Regions from separate parts of the Zea mays genome. Here region 2 is linked to region 1. The links are chromatin contacts, called in public Hi-C maps. All regions are on one chromosome and are shown on one strand. The core of a region is the stretch at or near the end of the contact, and the rest is flanking DNA. Distances in the headings are between cores, read along the strand shown. Region 1 overlaps LOC103646285 (DNA-directed RNA polymerase III subunit 1). Region 2 overlaps LOC100383448 (putative RING zinc finger domain superfamily protein).

Region 1 (5,417 bases), core at 1,283-3,782:
GAAACTGGTTTATAGAAATTGTGTTGGTTCCAAACATACCAGTTTATGACTCAATTTATAGAAATTACATTCTCAGTTTCTTAAAAACCAAGAAGCTGGGATCTCCCTCTCCTAGCTAAAAGATAAAAACTGGTTTTTTTAAAACTAGGATGCTTCCAAACAGGGCCTTAGTAGGCGGTACCAAAACTCTCTAGCAAACACACAATTTGTCAAAAGTATCAAGTTGCCCTGCCACATCTTGATTGTTTTGGTGCTGACTTTTGGATTGTTGCGTGTTCATCAGGTTGCAGCAACCATTCAGACTGTCCTGAAATCAAGTCTGCCAAACTTGGTTGTCAAACTTGATATGCAACTTATAGAAACTCTCCACATGGGAATATCTGCTGATTCTGTGAAGCTGTCAATTTTGAATCATCCAAAGCTTAAGTTAAAATCTGAGGTATAAACAAAGTTCCAAGTTTGATACATCAGGTGGAAAATTTATTATTAGTTATCTGTGTTTGCAATTTACAGTCAAATGATTTTTTGCAGCATGTCCGAGTCATTGATAGAGCCAAGTTGCGAATATATCCAGCTGGAACTGACAAGCTCAAACTTCAGCTTGAACTGCATAACCTCAAATCCATCCTTCCAAAAGTGATTGTGAAGGTGAACAATTTCCTGCCATTTTCGCTTGTAAAAATATTTATAATACCATGATCATTGCTGACCTTTCTAGAATTATAAATTCAGGGCATTCCAACTGTTGAAAGGGTTGTTATTGATGAAGTTAAAGTCAACAACGCGACAGAAAGATACCAATTGTTGGTTGAAGGGTAAGCTCCCCCTCCCCCCCAAAACAAGAAAAAAATGTCACATTTGACCAGTAGTTTTTGTAGGGTATGTTCTTAAAACCTTCGAAGTTTATGATATTTTGCAAGTATTTTTCAGTACAATTATACACATTCAACTTGCATGTTTTCGAACTAGATAATTACATTTGCATGTTTTCAAAATAAATAATGTAAAAGTTATTGTTGTTTATAGTTTTTAAGGCTTCACTAAATCATGTCCTGAACAGCATGTTTTTATAATCGGAGTTAGCATTTCTTTTTATTGATTTAGCAGCAGTAACCTTCACTTTGGTAACCTTCAATTGCACGTTTAAAACTAGTTTCGTGTTAGTAAGAACGGCAAGATCAAAGCTGTTTCGCCTTAGCATGTTTTTTTTTTGAGAAACGCCTTAGCATGGCTTATGCAGTATCATTTGACATGATCTGCGCTAATCAAAGAAATGTGTAATTACAGAACAAACCTCCTGGCAGTCATGGGTACCCCAGGAGTTGATGCTAGGAAGACGAAAAGTAATCACATCATGGAAACGAACCAAACACTTGGAATTGAAGCTGCTAGGAGATCTATTATTGATGAGATTCAATACACAATGAAAAGTCATGGCATGAACATTGATCGGAGACATATGATGCTCTTGGCAGATTTAATGACATACAAGGTATCATGATCTGACCTTCTCTGGAAAATGGATGATGTTTTTCCTACTGTCCATGTGCTTTATTACATGCTTAAAGACCTTCACCCGTTTTACTTGTGTGAATTCCCTGAGCAGGGTGAAATTCTCGGCATTACTAGATACGGCATTGCAAAGATGAAAAGCAGTGTGCTGATGCTTGCTTCATTTGAGAAAACCGCAGAACATCTATTCAATGCCTCATACAGTGGTCGTCAGGATCAGATAGAGGGAGTTAGTGAATGCATTATCATGGGCATTCCCATGCAGCTCGGTACCGGTATTCTCAAAGTCAGGCAAAGGTACGTACAATTTTATTATACCCTTAAACTGTGGTACGGCGCAACACACTTTGCACTGAACTTCTCATCCAGCTTGTTGAAAAGTTTGCCATCTTTTTTTTTTACTTGAAATTTTCCGGTGGTACCTGTGTTTCTAAACAAACCACATGATATTGTTGATTTGATGCCATTTCCCTTTGCAGGCTCGACCATGTGCCTGAATTCAAGTACCAACCGGACCCGATACTGTCGTGATACATACATGTGGACTGAAGCTGGAACTCTGTACATATATATAGCTGGGTCATACATGCATAGCGTAGCGTAGCCTAGGGCAACCCTGGCGGCTTGTCATTTCTCCGGTGAACATCTAACTAGTCTCGTTCCATCTCCATGAGGCAGACTCTAGGTCAACAACTCCCTCTTCGGCTGCATCGGCAAATGCGAGAGTAAAATTGTGGCAAACACTTGCTACATCTTCTAGGCAGTGGTACATGATCGTGTTACATATCTCTGCAGGCTAATGAAGCCTGGGAAGAATCATTGTTTTTTTCTTGACTAGATAAATATCTGTGTTGTAAAGGAAAAATAATAATACAATGAGAATTAAGAATTACACGCGTGTTTGCCAAACCACGATACTTCAGTGAGATGGTTGCTGTTAAGGCCCATTAGGCCTAGGCCTACTGCATATATATATATATATCTGTATCTGTACTAACTATTAAGACCATACTGTAGACTGCCCCCGCCAACAACCGTCCGCCCGATCCCGCCGCGACCTCGCCCGCCGCCAACCGCCTGTCGCGACCCCTGACCGTCGCCAACCGCAAGAAGCGAACGCCCCACCGCCGCGAATCGCGTCTGCCGCGACCGCTCCGCAAACGCTGCGAACAGCCCGCACGCCGTGCCGCGGTACGCCCGCCGAGACCTGTCGCAACCTGCCGCGAACAACCTCGCCCGTCGGGAACCTCCTGCCGCTGCAATTCGCCCGCCTGCCTCTATCCGCCCCGAGCTCAATAGAACCCCGCCTGCTGCTGCGAACCCCACCCGTCGCCGCGAACGCCAGCCGCCGCGAACGCCCGCAAGCCACGATACACCCGCCACAATATTTTTCTGTTCCAGGATATTTCTCGCTGGGAAGAAGGTTATGCAGATAGCGTTGGGGCGTCCGCCTGCTGATGAAGCTGAGACAGGCCTCCACAAACTTTCCAAGGCGAGAGCTGTTCCCTTTTTCGAAATTTAGTAGGCGCTGTATTCCAGTTTCCTCAGACCATCAGTATGAGGTTTTGACCGAAGTAACTTCGCTGTGTTTAGTTCCTTCAAGGCAACTCTGGTCTGTTCTTCACCAATCTTCCAAGGGATGATGTTGAGAGGTAGTATCCGGATGCCGTCACCGTTACTCGCATTTCTTGTTTTAGCTTTATATATGAAGATTTTGATATGGCCATGTATATCATACTGGCAGGATGTTTCGAGAATTTGAGGAGCATGATTTTGCAAGGACAGGATGTACTGCGGCAGATACGGTATTCTGGTTTTGCTTTTTCATTTATATCCCTGGTTTGGTTTCTTCAAATAGACTCACTAGGAAGTTGACAATGAAACTTATTTGCGGTAGCTCCTTAGTGCCATTTTTGGTTTCCTGTATAATGTGTTTCGCCAAATTTACAGAACCTTTTAAAAAAACATTTACAATTCCTCAGGTTGAGCTTAAGGAAGGCCCTCTAGAACAGTTCACACATGAGATGGAGCCCTTTCTACGCAAGCAAGGACTTCCAGTTCGCTTGAACAAAGGTTTGCTGTCTCGTCTGCATTACATATATGCTTAAAATTCTGCCAAGAGGTCATTAAAAAGTCAGTCTACCATTTGTTGGTGCAGGTGTCGTAGAGTTAGTTGCAGACCATGTAGTTTGTGAGGAAGGGAAGCCCCTTGCGCCAGAAGCAGCATAGACTCTGGTACGTGTGATGCATGTCATATGTTTGATTTAAAAGATATGCCATAAATCCATAATTCACTATGTAACTTATGACCAGTCTAAACTTTAGGCTCCATTGTGCCCAGATTACGTGAAAACCGACATGTTCTCATTTTTATCCTTTTCTACTCCATTGTATTGAGTCTCATTCGGTCTCTCTCTTGCAGCGGCTGCTTGGGATACAGATGGCGACATTCCATCTATACCTTGTGTGTCGCTGGTCGAGCGATGAATTTGAAGCTTACAAAGAAGGCTTGATGCACCTAGGAGCTGATGATTCATCTTAAGCTTGTGTTTCGTGTATACACAACACAAAGGGCACTTGCTGTCTTCGCTGGGTTGGAAATTAGAAAGATGCTATCTGCAGAAAATTTTTGCTAGAAATGCGAGTAACGGTGAGATGATAACTTCCATAGTACCGTATGGATCAATTTGTATTGTTTTTATTGTAAGTGATTTATGTTTGATTTCACGACTATTTTGTTCCTAAATTATATTTGCACGCAAGGTGATCTTGCACTCATCGATTGGATTAAAGAACTTGCACTCCGGTTGCTGATGGTTGTCATTGGGAGCAGTATCAGATCTATTCCAATTACAGGCAAGGATGTTACCCAGTTTATTCATCAACTTCTAAAGGTAGCTTCCTCTGCCTTCTTGTTGACTGTAGAAAGACACTACTCAACCTGTCTAGATAACGGTACTATCTACATTTTACTATCTACATTTAATGGTAAAATATCATGTGCATTGTGCAATCAACGAATCTGAAACATTAAATATGTATCCAATGGTAACTGCCGTTATATTTATATTCTTTCACCTCACACACCGTTGAAATTTGCCAAACCCCCCTGAAATAGCTACCGTCAGATATAGATTGAACGTCTCATATTGGATGATTGCACGATTGCACAGATATGAGTGATTGCACACGATATGTCCCCGAGAATAGAAATATGAAAATGTGGTTCATCTGGAGAAGCAACTATCATAATGGTATATTTGATGTGTAATAATATATCAAACAATAAGTTACACTTGAACATTCATTCAAGAAAAAGCTCCACCTGAACATGTTAACGAACTCCTTTGGGCTTGCATGAACTACAGGGACCTTGAGATGGGTAAGGAGGTAGCCAAGAAGCTTTTTGTGATTGAGCCAGGTAATACCGGGAACTATGTCCTGCTTGCTAATATCTATGCGTCACATGGAAGATTGGAGGAGGCAAAGGAGGTGCGGAGGTGGATGATGTTTCAGGAGTTAAGGAAGGAAAAGGGATGCAGTTTAATCAACAATTGAGAACCAAATCTGATGCTTATGTGCCGATTCAACGAGGCTAAAGCCACGCATTTCATGCAACTCTGTACAAAATTGTAAGTTTGTTTTCATCATGATTTTCATGGATGTTCTGGTGTAAATTTAATATATATTTTCTCTATTAATTTCTTGAGAAATAAAGTTGGAGGCCTTGAAGATTTGTCATTAATAGTTTATATTGTCAGTTTTACAAGAGCAGATATCTCATTACTGGTTGTTGTTCTTGGATTTGAAATTTCTATTGGAGTTGTTGTTTGGAACTCTGGATAGCATGCTGTGGTAAGAGCAGCTGATGATAAGATAATATATATGTTGCTCATGTAAAGGCA
Region 2 (5,417 bases), core at 754-3,253, 390 kb before region 1:
AAAAATGGTGGACTGTTGGTCGATATTGCAGTTCTCATATCACTACTTTGCGCTAGAAGCCTAGAGCACCTTTTTTAGTTACTTGAACATCTGTTTTGTTCATGGCGCAGTCGAGGCAAAAGGCACTGGGGGACCTTCAAAGCCTACAGAATGACAAGGTATATGATGTTTTCCATTGTTTATCTTCTTTCTTTATCCCCCCATTCACATTAACCTGATAAAATCATATACAATTGGAACATTAAGAACCTTCAAGCTGTTCGGCTGCCGGTTTTGATAATAGCTGCGGCTACAAATGTGCTGCAGAAGCTGCGTCCAGGCGGCGGCGGCAGCTGCTGCTGCAGAAGCAAGCAGCCGAATGGCTTGCTTAATGTTTTCCTTTTCAAGCAACCTTATAGTTTAGCTCTCTGTAACCTATCCAGAACTTGTACTAACATTGACTTCTCCATTTCTCTCTTCAGCTTGAAAGGTTAAGTGACATACAAAGTCAACCTGAGTCACAGCTGAAGTTCATTGTAGAGGCATGGTTACAGGTATTACTTCATTATTGTTCGTTAGCCAACTTTAGTTTTTGACAAGTCTTGTTGCTTTACCCTGACCAGTTTAATGTCAATGTACAGATTGTTGAATGCAGAAGGGTATTGAAGTGGACTTATGCCTATGGATTTTACCTGCCAGAGCATGAGCATGCCAAAAGACAGTTCTTTGAATATCTGCAAGGTTTGCAGTTTTGATCTCATAAATAAACATGTACAGACTATTAGACTTTGTTTAGGGATGCAAGTGATGGCACCAATGGGTAAAAGTGGGTCGGTTGGCTGGCCTATTTTTATCGTACTCTTGCTTTGAATCAAATGAGTTTTGGGTCAACCCAGTGACCCAAAAGAAATAGGACTTGCACCCCTACGGCCCTACCTATGTACTAAACTGGCTTATTCTTGGTGTCGTTTATCTAGGTGAGGCAGAATCTGGTTTGGAGCGGCTACATCAATGTGCAGAGAAAGAACTTCAAATATACCTTGACGCAGAATCTCCCTCGAAAGACTTCAATGATTTCCGTACAAAGTTGGCTGGATTAACTAGGTACATGTTACTTCTTTCTATGCCATCTATGCTTGCTTTGATGACATGAACAAAATTACAAAATAACTGCTATGTTGTATCCCTGTGGATGTTTACTGTGTTTCCTTTTTTTTCCCGTGAGGACTTGACCAGCTCTAAGGCTCTAAATTCAAAAACATGACCTTTTTTTTCCATTTGACATCTTTAATTTTACAGTGTGACTCGCAATTATTTTGAAAATCTCGTCCGGGCTCTGGAAACTGGATTAAATGATGTAGGCCCTTCCACTAGCCATGGCACATGCAGCAAAAGCGCAACTTCCAAGAGCCTCGGTGGTAAAAGTAAGAGTGGCAAGAACAGGGCATCAAGCAGCAGTTCCAAATCTGGCGGCTCAACCCGAGGTGTGGATGATAGTAACATCTGGACATGCGATCAGTGCACATATGCAAACCCCAAATCTGCCAGAGCCTGCCAGGCTTGTGATCGCCAGCATCGATAGCGGTGTCAGTCATTGCTAGAGATTTGGACCCCATTTGTCGAGAATTTTCTGGTGTTGCGCCGTGCGATACACAACATACATGAAAATTGAATATTAGCTGATCTCTGGGGGTAGGTTTTCGTGTATCATGGATTGTTTGTCGACTGACTGCGCATGTGAAGCCTCAACTCAGCATCCACTCCCATTTGTGTATATAAGTATATCCATATCTGTAACAATGTTTTGTTCAATGGAAGTAGCGGAGCTAGGAGGCGTCTGCTGCCAAAGGAACTCAACTGTTGTAGTGCTGTTGTAATGTAAGATGCATTGGTCAAATTTAAAGAAAGTTAGTCACCCTGTTACAGAAATTCCAAGGGAACTCTTGTTACATGTGATTGTGGTGGTTGACTGGTGCCAAATTCCTGCCCTTTAGCGTTTACAGAGAAGACAACGGTGTCGGTGGTTGTCTGCTGGGCCAGTAGAGCCCGACTGCACACACTTAACTTTCTGCCTGTTTGTCTCGGTTCTTGAGTGTGAAAATGTCTGTTTGGATGACCGGAACGGCTCTTATTCTGGTTAGAATATGAAGAGATGCTTTCAAACGCGCTTCCAACGGATTAATAACTGTGAATCGTTTTTTACCTCGAAATATTTCGCGCTTCCAGTAGATCTAGGTTCTTTCGAAACATATTTATATTTATACAATTCTTTATTTAGAATTAAGCTTCATTTAAATAATTAGACAAAATCATAGTTACATATAAATACTTCATTTATTGTATATGTTTTGATTAGGCAAAGAATAAAGGCCTTAGATAAATAGATTGTCTAATTCACCCACCTCTTAGACTTAAGTGTCCTACAAAAAGAACTTTGAAACAAAACCTAACTCAAAAAACGAGTTTTTGGTGTTGCAATAGCATCGGAAATGTTTTGTGTGCAACAGATATGGGACACTAGACAGGGGTGCCCTATTATGTTTGAGTGTAACACTAGTGTGTATAGTGAACGTTAGATAGGATGCATTAGATAGGGCTATAAGAGAGTTTGTAGAAGTGGCCTAACAGTTAGCATCCATAGGACATGTCTGATGTACCATCGAACGTGGTGCTAGATAGGGTATGGAGAGAGGATGTAAACTATGTCTAAAAGGTTAAGTACTCACCAAACGTGTCTAGTGTACCATCGAACATATCACATAACATGGTACTTAGTGAGATCTGCAACTATGCATTTGAGGATCTGCAACTATGCATTTGAGGTTGTACTCACTAGATATGTCTAGTGTGGCACCGGTGTGTGTCGGTGTTTGATACCAACAAACCACATGATACTGAAAGTCGCCTAGAGAGGGTGAATGGGAGAAATCTGAAATTTATAACTTTAAACACGAACTTCAACCCCCAGTAGGCGTTACAACGAGAGTAACAATAATCAGAGTGAGGGAGAGAGAGTTCTTGCCCAAGTTGCTCAAATGATTGCAGAATTACTTTGGGACCAACTTAGTTGATAAGGAATCAAGCGCAAGCAAGAGAACTAGAGAGAGGGGAGAGGAAGAAACAAATCACAATTGAGGAACAAACACAGAACGTGGGCAATTTGTGTAACACCTCAGGTGTTAGTAAAGGGGGTCAAACCAACCCACAGTCCTTAACCCATTATCTCATGTGGATCACTTAGAGCAAAAGTCACCACACTTAAAGAACAAGGCTCTAATTAGGTGCTAACCATCCTAAATGATTTAACTAAATCACCTCATAGTAATCAAAGGGAGGGAATTAACCCAAAACCCTAAGTTTACCCCTTGGGAGCAAGGGGGGCACCAAAAACAAGTGATTAAGGAAACTAATTAAATCCCATCATCACAAAGTGGGCCATTAACAAAAGTTATACTTCACTAAATAACTAACAAAAGTTATTAAGGGTTAAGCACCGAAAAGGCTTAGCAAAATCCCTAATCATGTCAAATGTGTGTGAGAAGAGAGGAGAAATCAGAAAACTCATTAACTAAAAATCAGCCCTTCAACAAAGACCCTAAGTGTTCACTAAGCTACAAACCCCAAACCAGTGGACTATAATTACCTAAGTTGTGCCTAATTACATAATCTAACACATGCCAAAAGGTGGCCTCGAGACCAGGAAGTTTGACACGACTTGACATCCTTTTTGCCTCATATTTGGACTATGAGATAGACCAACCTTTTCCCTCCCATATCTTATAAACCACTGAACAATATCTCTTAACACCCATACAAGAGAGCTAGCTTAGGGAGTGGTGAAGACGCCATGTACAGAAATCCCACTGAGATCAGGCTCGGACAAGTGACTACATGATTTAGAACACAGGCATATGAACCGCAACCACGTGTTCACCACGAGCTGGCACTCTGGAGCCCCCCCACACGCCCACGGTCGGCCACCACCCTGTCCGCCCGTGCTATAAAAGCCGCCCCGACCCCCAGTGACGTTCCCCGTGCTTCCATGAACCGAACCCAAGCTCTGCCTACCGACGATCGCTTGAGATCAGATAGCTCCGCTGCCCGCCACCGTCTCCGAGAGCCGACCGCCGTGGATAACAGTTCTCGGTAACCTCCAGTCCAGCTTGAGCCCACTGTCAGCTTCACTGGATCCCAGTGAAGCTTCCCGAAGCAAGAGCCAAAGCTCTACCTCACCAGAATGGCGGGATCACCCTCTCCGGAGTTGTGAGTCCTGCAGGTGAACATGGCCAGAGCCAACAGGTGTGCCATTGTCAAATTACTCACGCCTACAGCTTCTCCAACATCTAGTGAAGCTTCCAGTGTCACGTGATTGAACTCTACTGTCGTGGTCAGGCCAGAATCCTCGCCATCGATGAGTTTCTTCGCCCGTGCACGTGGCCAGGACGCCTCCTCCACCACCGACGACAAGTCGACCAACGACGTATTCGCCGTGACATCCCCGATCTCACCCGACCCTTCACTGGAGCTCTACTATCGCCGGTGAGCCTCGTGCTACTATTCTAGTGAACCGAAGGACTGTGGGTTGGATAATTCATATGTGAAAGTTGCCTAGAGGGAGGGTGAATAGGCGGAAACTGAAATTTATAACTTTAAACACAACTACAAGCCGGGGTTAGCGTTAGAAATAAAACCGGGTCCAAAAGAGAGGGCGAAAACAAATCAACCAAGAAATAAAGCGAGTGACACGGTGATTTGTTTTACCGAGGTTTGGTTCTTGCAAACCTAGTCCCCGTTGAGGTGGTCACAAAGACCGGGTCTCTTTCAACCCTTTCCCTCTCTCAAACGGTCACCTAGACCGAGTGAGCTTTCTCCTTTAATCAAACGGGTCACTTAGACCCCTACAAGGACCTCCACAACTTGGTGTCTCTTGCTTTGATTACAAGTGCTTGAAGAACAAGAATGGGGAAGAAGAAAGCGATCCAAGCGACAAGAACTCAAATGAACACGAAAATCTCTCTGACACAAGTCACTAAATGTTTGGAGTGATTTTGGACTTTGGAGAGGATTTGATCTCTTGTTTGTGTCTTGGAGTAAAGTCTAGAGCTCTTGTATTGAATGCAATATGCTGGAAACTTGGATGCCTTGAATAGTGGTGGTTGGGGCAAAACAGCCATTAGGGAGGGCTGCTATCGATGGGCGCACCGGACAGACCGGTGCGCCAGCCACGTCACCCAACCGTTAGGGTTCTGACGGTTTTGACCGTTGGAGCTCTGACAGCTTGGGGCACCGGATAGTCCGGTGCCGCACCGGACAGGCACTGTTCACTGTCCGGTGCGCCTTCTGGCGCTGCTCTGACTCTGCGAGAACTGTCCGCGCACTGTAGTGCTTTTGCAGGTGTCCGTTGGAGTCGACCATTGCACTGGAGCCGTTGCTCCGTT

Evidence for each region. A called contact is a pair of places that touch in the nucleus more often than the background predicts.
Region 2: a contact with region 1 is called in a Hi-C map of leaf, with 2.0 times the contacts expected there. The contact joins two enhancer-like sites. A contact is called at or near these places in 5 of 25 Hi-C or Micro-C datasets (endosperm, leaf, seedling and 1 more).

What each region holds. Positions count from the first base shown.
Region 1 is chr2:35,531,441-35,536,857 of Zm-B73-REFERENCE-NAM-5.0, reverse strand. It overlaps LOC103646285 (DNA-directed RNA polymerase III subunit 1), which reads left to right. Exons shown (of 27, transcript XM_008671015.2): 22 at 284-439; 23 at 532-648; 24 at 733-815; 25 at 1,288-1,492; 26 at 1,607-1,809; 27 at 1,992-2,421. The coding sequence ends at 2,043. It also overlaps the pseudogene LOC103648548. Among protein-coding and RNA genes, the nearest start is that of LOC103646285, 30 kb to the left of the region's middle. Within about 2 kb of position 2,532, at least 17 of the 20 cell types and tissues checked have an H3K27ac peak or open chromatin away from gene starts, as enhancers often do. A contact at or near this core is called in leaf, where this site is marked.
Region 2 is chr2:35,922,752-35,928,168 of Zm-B73-REFERENCE-NAM-5.0, reverse strand. LOC100383448 (putative RING zinc finger domain superfamily protein) reads left to right here. Exons shown (of 15, transcript NR_156721.1): 11 at 111-158; 12 at 462-533; 13 at 621-720; 14 at 957-1,083; 15 at 1,341-1,789. Among protein-coding and RNA genes, the nearest start is that of LOC100383448, 19 kb to the left of the region's middle. Within about 2 kb of position 2,003, at least 7 of the 20 cell types and tissues checked have an H3K27ac peak or open chromatin away from gene starts, as enhancers often do. A contact at or near this core is called in leaf, where this site is marked.